Regions from separate parts of the Zea mays genome. Here region 2 is linked to region 1. A link is a contact called in public Hi-C data. All regions are on one chromosome and are shown on one strand. Each heading gives the region's core, a stretch centred on a gene start, on an enhancer-like site or on the middle of the called end of the contact. The rest is flanking DNA. Distances are from core to core; before and after follow the strand shown.

Region 1 (3,884 bases), core at 672-3,171:
ACGACTTTTATCGAGTGCCTGAAGCTTGTCCACGTGTCATGATATCATATGTAGAGGCTGTGGTAAAAATTTGAGAATGTTTCGAGAAAGTTGTGACGTACTATGTGTAGAAACCTAGGAGAACTACATTGAAACTCTATGATTTCATGTGTAGTTCTCCTAGGTTTCTACACATAGTACGTCTCAACTTTCTCGAAACATTCTCATTTTTTTGCACAGCCTCTACATATGATATCATGACACGTGGACAAGTTTCATGTTTTTTTGGCTTTGTTTGTGTTTTATACAATTTTTAAACAACTGGATGGCAAGTTCACGGCCATGTTGAGTGAGCATGGTGCTCGAAGTTTCCGGTCCGCTCCTGAAGTCGGTCGTAACTTGTGCTAAATAGCATGGATATTATGTTTGCACGCACGGTTTTCCAAGTTTCGAGTGACTTGTAGTTCAAATGTGAATTTTCCGAAGAAATTCAAATAAACGAACTAAATCTACTAGCTATAGAAAACACTTTTCTATTTGTCCCAAAATGGTACATGTAGGTCTACATAGTGTAGGAACATACCATAAAAAGTTTGGTTACCAAAATTAAAAAAATAAAAATGTACTTTGCCGAGTGCCAAAAAAAGGCACTCGGTAAAGAGGTCTTTGCCGAGTGTCATCTAACTGACACTCGGCAAAGAATCTTCTTTGCCGAGTGCCTGCCTTCGACCCTCAGCAAAGGTTAATACTTGTTGGGCTAGTTGGGCTAAAAATACCTTAATTTAGTTAATACTTGTTAGCTAATTAGCTAATAACTAGTATTTTCTTTGTTCAATATTGTTAGACGTGTTAGAGAAACTCTAAGAGACTTTTTATATTGTTCCTGATTGATATGAATAGAGAATTTTTGAAAAAACACATACCATCCAACAACTTATTTAAATGGTTATCTAAAATATAGTTATCTTCTAAAGTACAAACAACACATAGAAAAGTCGTTAGAGATTAAAAAGATATACAAAGTGGGTTTTTATACAAATAATTCTTTATTGATAATTTAGAGAGTGAACTTCAGAAAGACTCTGGTAGATGCTCTTAGAGCATCTCCAACAAAGAGCTCTAAAATAAAACCTTAAAATTAAAATAAAACCATATTTAAAGTGTTTAGGATATGGAAATAGATTTTTACTCTAGTAGTTAGACATTAAATAATGCAATTTAGAAAATAAATCATGTTATTAGAAAATAAATAATTGTAGATTATGAAGAAAGGATGATATGGCTTCAATATACTGGGTACTATATTTAGAACGGTCGTTTGATAAATTTTTATAAAAATAGGGCCATTGTTGGAGGATATTTTTTGGCCAGGAGCACTAAATTTTAAAATACAGCCTTCTTTAGTATCCCTTTTGGAGATGTTCTTAGTTTGTTTATTTTCGAGAGCGAATTTTTAGCTTTTTTTAATTTAAAAAAGGATTCAGTTTCGTTACTTTCTGTTTTCTTGGTCTCATGCCCCATGGAATAGGCGTAATTCTGAATGACATAATTTAACATCATTGGATTCGATCTATAGCAACTGCCTGTACTGTATTGAGCCGTCCTTATAGAAACCTATATTTGTGGCTTTCTTTTCCTTGGATCGGATATTTCGCAGCTATAAACTTATCAGTAAACAAAAGGCGATATAGTAAAAAAGAAAGGCGAAAATGACTTCCTACTCACGGCAACTGGACCGAGAGAAGCTCAGCACCATTGCACCAAAGAAGGCGATCGGTGCCCTGAAGTTTGGAACGAAAAAAAACTCTACCAAAACAAAAAAGAAAAAGTTGGAAGAAATGGATGGATTGGCTGGGGCCAGCCTGGCAGGCACACGCCTCGCCCCGCCCGAGCCCGTAGAGCGCGTGTATAAAGCGGCGCCACCCCGCCGCCGACTCGATCATTCGGGCCGTGCCCACTCGGTCACCCGTCACCCACCCACCCACCCACCGAGAGAGCGCCTAGCGAAGCAAGGCTTTCGTCGTTGAGCGAGCCGCGAGCGAGAGGGCGATGGATGCGGTGGGAGAGAAGAAGGGAGCGACGGCGGCATCGGACTCGGAGGCGGAGAAGGAGAAGATGATGGCGGAGCAGTTTGAGAAGGCAGTGGTGGTATCGGAGGCAGAGACTGGGAAGGAAAAGGCAGTGGCGCCCTCGGAGGCGGAGAATGAGAAGATGGTGGAGGTGCAGCAGGGAGACAAGGCAGTGGCGCCCTTGGATGCGGGGAATGTGAAGATGGTGGAGGGGCAGCAGGGGGGCAAGGGCAAGGCAGTGGCGCCCTCGGACTCGGAGCAGGGAGACAAGGCAGCGGCGGCCTCGGGTGCGGAGAATGTGCAGCCGCAGGAAGAGAATGCAGTGGCGGCCTCGGAGGCGGAGATAGGGGCGGCGGAAGCGAATGATGTGACCGGCGGGAGGCTTATCACCTTGAGGAGCTCGGACGGGGAGGTCCATCGCGTGTCGGAGGCGGCGGCACGGCTGTCGGGCCTTCTCCGTGGCATCATAGAAACCAACGTCACCGTCACAAAAGGAGTCATACTCCCTACCGTCGACGGGACCACCCTGGTCACGGTGCTGGAGTACTGCAACAAGCACGCCGAGGCCGAGGCCGCCGCCGGAGTCACCACCAGCGCAGTCGACAGAGCCGCGGCGTCCGAGGCCCTCGAGGCTTGGGACCGCGACTTACTCGACCGCCTTTCCGTTCGCGCGCTCTCCAACCTCTTCAACGCCTCCTCCTTCCTCAAAATTTATAGGCTCGCCGGCGCCATCGCCCTGAAGGTCGCCGCCGACCTCGCAAGGGCAATACCACCGGCAGAGAGCAGACCCAGGTCGCCTCCAAGTCCAACATCCGAGACGCCTTCAACGTCAACGCCGTCAACGTCGACGCCCTCACCCCGCAGGAACAGGAGCCGAAGGCCGCAGAGATGAGTCAGAAGTACAGCTGGGACTTCGATCCACGAGCCTGATAGCCTCACAGTTCGTTTCATGCTGCTCTAACCATCTCACCGCATCTGCCGGCCTAGCGGAAGGTTCCCCGTGTTCTACTTCCTCCCTTTCTTTTCATGCCCATCGTAGTCGTCGTAGAGGTTTGCTTCGTAGCAACTGTGTCTCGCGTCCGGGTTCTGATCTGCTCGATGCCCATCGTAGTCGTAGAGGGTTGATTCGTAGCAGTTGTCTCGCGTCTATAGGCTTCTCATAAGCTTGGTCGTCTAAGTACTCGCTTGGCATTTTCATTTCGCCCTGTTGAATGTCCTTTGGAAGTCTGAAGAACTGCTTGTCTCAAACGAATACATATCAGATATTACATCCTGAATTGCCTTTTATTTTCATTTTCATTTCTGAATTCCTTCCCGACGTGTTACTACTTACTACTATCTCTCTACAACTGATCGATTGGTTTGTGGTTCGTATTACCGTTAGCCTGAAATTACGTGAGATCATTATTGTTTATTCCGAAAATGCATGTCACCTTGAGTTCCACGCTATTGCTAGCTGCTAGCTAGTATCATTGCTTAGCCTCTCAAGTTCTTGTTCAGAAACTTGCACTTCTCAGCTTGTATATATCAAGTCGCGGTGAATGTTTTTGAACTGAATTCGGACGTGCATGACACTTCTATTTCATCCCATCAATCAATTGTTCTATTTCCGTCCAATTAGTTCGACTCTTGAGTCTTGACCATCATTGTCATGGTATTCGAGATCTAGCTACTACTCTAAATGTTCATATTCCACGCACAGTTTTGCATGGATATGTAGTGAATATTGCATCCTGAGCTGAATGTTCTATATATCTGTTTCATTATTTGGTTACATTCAGATAAAAAGAAGCAAGGCTGCTCTGTGCCTGTCTCTAGCATTCGACTTCCGATTTG
Region 2 (4,348 bases), core at 142-2,641, 370 kb before region 1:
AGCTGTACTCATTTTGTTCAAGAGACCGGTATGGAGCACAACAAGGCAGAGTAAGCTCTTGACAAGAGATACATTGTTTGCAAACGTCGCCAAGACTGAATGTTGCAAAATATGAAAGCATACAGTCATTTTGTATCAGGTGATCGTTTTTTTAAGGGGCTTGTGTTGTAAGGGTCTATTATTTCTCTTTAAACATATGCAGTTCGAGGACAAAAAAAGAAACATGCAGCATTTCAAAAGTATACCTGCAATGGATTGAATGTTTGCAGATATAAAATTAAACTCCCAGCAGTCAACCCATTTTCATTTGAAAATGCCACCCAACAAGTTAACTCTCTAATACAGATCAAACAATTAACAGAAAAATGCGCTTCATATTTCTCATGTACTCAAATTATATTACCCTCATCCAGTCCAAAACCATGGTATATACTCTATAAATCAATGAACGAACTACATTCAGAATTAAAATTGGTTAAGGCATGAAGCATAAAAGGATCGACAGCAAACCTGTCCTAAGTCCACTGCAGGGTTCAAGCTCTTCCCACAGTCGTACACAAGATCGCCCCTTATTATAGTGATTGCTCCCGTAAGAAGATCAATCTCCACCTGCACGATTTCGAATAGAAATAGCAATCCGCCTATAAGACATCCAAACATGACTTAGGGGGTGTTTGGTTTCTAGGGACTAATGTTTAGTCCCTTCATTTTGTTCCATTTTAGTATATAAATTGACAAATATAGAAACTAAAATAAAGTTTTAGTTTCTATATTTGATAATTTTGTAACTAAAGTGGAATAAAATGTAGGGACTAAAAATTAGTCCCTAGAAACCAAACACCCCCTTAGCTGCCCCGGCCTGTTGTAATCAAACGGCCTGTTGTAATCAAACTAGTCTTGAGGATTTCGACGCACACCTCGCTTATACCAGCTCCGTAGTTAAGGTACTTGTTAGAAGCTTGACCAGGTACCCAGTACGCACTCGCGGACAAATCGACATCGTCTTCATAGGCCTGCATCATGGAAACACCACAGGACATTTTTCTGATCGCTGGAAATAGCAAGCGATGAGAACGAACTAGAGAGGAGGATAAGCTTGCCTGCGAAACCAAGGTATCCCACGAGACATTCTCTGATCGCTGCTGCAGCCTGTCCAAGACTAGCTTTAACCTATCGTACAGCGTATTGCATGCCTGGAGGGTCGCTGCGCAGCTAGATTCAGAAGCGGTGCTGCCAGCAGTGAGTCCACCTTGTACCAAGTTCAAGGTGTCAGCCTGTAGAACGCGCACTCTCCCAAGAAGACATTCGCCGCCGCCATCAGCATCGGGCCACAGTCTTCCCAGAGCGAAGGCGGTCATCTGCTGCACTTTGGTCCACAGACCTTGCCCGATTTCGATTCCTCCAACCTCCACCACTACGGAGCCGTCCTTGAGCACGGAAACCCTTCCTGGGGCCGCCCTTGGCTCCACTTTGAAAATGAGGGGCACGCAAGAGATGCCCCGTTTCCGCCACTTGCTGTTGCTGTTGAACTCCTTTATGGATTCGGCTCGATCCAGGTAGCTTGAAGTTGAGACCAGCCTATCAAAAATAGAATGCAACGTGTACGTAGAAGCTTCGCCCGCGCTGTCAGGGTAGAACGACTGAAGAGTACCGTAGGTGTGGAAATTCTTTTCCCTCACGCTGTTGGCATCCAGTGACAGGACAGACGCCACATGCTCGATTACAGCATCTGCGATTAGAGAGCCTTGTGTATCTCCAGGAGCACGCATTACGGATTTAGATGAGTTGTTCGTTCTGCAGAGCTTGATGTCAAATGACAGAGCGCCCCAGTTGTACTTCTTCACACTAGATATAATAGTGCCTGGTATTATGGGGCTCGCATCTGGAGATATCCCAGCGTTAATCAATAAATCTAGATGCAAGGCCGTAACGTTCCCATCGTTCTTGAATCCGACAGTATAATGAGCTTTCACTGGGTGCCTACCACCAACCATGACCATATCGGTGTTGCGATTAAGGTACATTCGAACAGGACGCCGTAACTTGTACGCACAAAGTGCAGCTGCCGTTGCAACCTGCACAAGCATTTACCATATGTAAGAAACAGATAGTGATGTATACTGGGTCTTTATGGTTTCATGATACTGTTAGCAGATTGTCATATGCAATCACCACAGAGATGGAAATACCAAATATGTCAACTTAAGTAGATTAAGTCTAAAATAGTTGCTAGAGGTCTTACAAAGGGTCTTTCTATTGCAAAGCCCAAATAAAAGTCATGGTTAGATGCATTTTCATGGTGGAAAAGCACATGGTTAGATGGATTTATTGTCCATTAGGCCTAAATGACTTTCCTCAGAAAACATGATTCCTACATAACCAAACATCATACTGCAAATTTCTCAAAATTTAAAGCCGTATCTATAAAAAACAGAATAACATTTTCTTTCTCATCTGTACTATAAATGTAAACTTTGGATGTCCTTTTTCAGTTTGCACTTCCAAGGACAGAGCTCTTAACTGAAGAATAATAAGGAATTAAAAAAATTGACACTAGTCCAGGTCTAAACATGGAAAGACCTCATCGCAAGTTAAAAAAAAGGTACAAAAGTACAATAAATTATACTCCAGGGTAAAGAATTCATATTAAAAATAATTAATTTTATGAAATGGAAGATTTTGGGTATTATGGTCTAGCTTTGTTTATTCTCACTTGGAATGATCTGAATGCCTTTCCACCGAAGCCTCCTCCAACCCTTCTTGTAATGACACGCACGTTGCTGAATGGAATACCTAAGCACCTTGCTATGACACTTTGTGCAAGTTCAGGGTACTGTGACGAACTGTAGACTACCAAAGTGTTATCTTCATCTGGAACTGCTAGTGCTGTCTGTGTTTCCATGTAGAAGTAGTACTCTGAGGCAAGTTTTACCTGCAGTCATCAAAACTACATAAGATATCTTCTCTTAGCTTCCATGAAAAGGGAAGTAGGATAGGTACTAGTGAAAAGTACATTGATGGGTCTTTACTATGCAATTTCAAACTTCTATATTTTAAAACTTCCACCATAATTGACGCTTCATTATATATGTGAAGCATCCCATTTTTTTTCAACATTTATATATTTCAAGTAAAAACTGAATATACAAAAAAAATGAGTCACTAAATGTGTCATTAGGCATGTGATTTCTGGACCCAGTTTCCACTCAAAGAACTGGGCTTACACTTGTTTTTATTTTCTCTTCCTAATAAACTAGCGGCAAAACTTTTGCTTCCCTTTCAGAGAAAAAATATGTGACATTAAAAATAGTTACCAACACTACACTATTGCTAAATCCTAGTGACATGATGTTACATAAAGTTGAAGTAATGGCTGAAGTCGCATATCAAGACTCAAAAGATTTAAATCATCAAACAGGAAATAACTTCAGTAGTTTGGTTGGTGGCGTGCACTACTGTACAAGCATTGCGACTCTAGTGTGCAGATCAATTTCATGAGATTGCGAGTAGTACATATTCTATGAAAATTGGTTGTTAATCTAACACAAGTACTGTTCTACACCTGGATCACCTAAAAAACGGAGAATTACAATTAGTAATTGTTACTTAGAAGTAGCTATACTGTTAGCAATTACTTTGAAGTAACCATTACAAAAGTGACTCAGTAATCCGAACTTTCAGAAGTATTGGTTTAGATAGTTGTCAACTCAGACGGATTATCTCAGCTTTTGGCTTCTCAAATGTATAAGATTTCTTTGTCTATTGATGCATTAATGCAATAGTATGCAAGTATAGTTCAAAGCAGACTTTGCACAGGATGAAAAATCAAAATTTTGGAGCACATAGAACTGTGTGCTTTAATTTTCCTTCATTATTATGTGAGAGCCTCCAGTACTGGGGTCTGTCCTATTTTATGATGCAAGTGAAATTAAATTATTAACAAGTCTGGAAAGTTGTTGAACTAAAATACTTCTGTTGATGGGATCTTGTGATCAGCTTCTGCCATGCCCTTGGAAACATCACCAACTTCTTTAGGATAGAATTCTGGGGGAACATCAAAATAGCTACTTTTTTCCACTGCTTGCTCCACAGTTATGATCGGTGGGCTCAAATCTTCTGTGTCATATTCAATAACAACCTGCTTGGCTGCCATGTCAGCATACCTTTGTGTTTCTGCAATCTGAGGAAGAGGTAATGATTTAGCAATACTGATATGGTCATTAATATTCATGATTGTCTTTTATCAAAGAGATTTTTAAGAGAACAAAATTCCTGTGAGTTGTTATACTACAAACATGAAAGGGCAAGTACCACAATGCCAAGAGCTTGACCAGCATACTCAGCAATT

Evidence for each region. A called contact is a pair of places that touch in the nucleus more often than the background predicts.
Region 2: a contact with region 1 is called in a Hi-C map of bundle sheath, with 2.7 times the contacts expected there. The contact joins the enhancer-like site here to the promoter of LOC100276863 in region 1. A contact is called at or near these places in 3 of 25 Hi-C or Micro-C datasets (bundle sheath, endosperm and tassel).

The regions. Positions count from the first base shown.
Region 1 is chr7:30,141,569-30,145,452 of Zm-B73-REFERENCE-NAM-5.0, reverse strand. It overlaps LOC100276863, which reads left to right and starts at 1,921. Exons shown (of 1, transcript NM_001150567.2): 1 at 1,921-3,321. The coding sequence starts at 2,029. The coding sequence ends at 2,940.
Region 2 is chr7:30,512,689-30,517,036 of Zm-B73-REFERENCE-NAM-5.0, reverse strand. It overlaps LOC100384384, which reads right to left. Exons shown (of 10, transcript XM_008653549.4): 3 at 4,312-4,348; 4 at 3,971-4,180; 5 at 2,714-2,932; 6 at 1,101-2,075; 7 at 918-1,013; 8 at 511-609. Among protein-coding and RNA genes, the nearest start is that of LOC100191366, 14 kb to the left of the region's middle. Within about 2 kb of position 1,391, at least 5 of the 20 cell types and tissues checked have an H3K27ac peak or open chromatin away from gene starts, as enhancers often do. A contact at or near this core is called in bundle sheath, where this site is marked.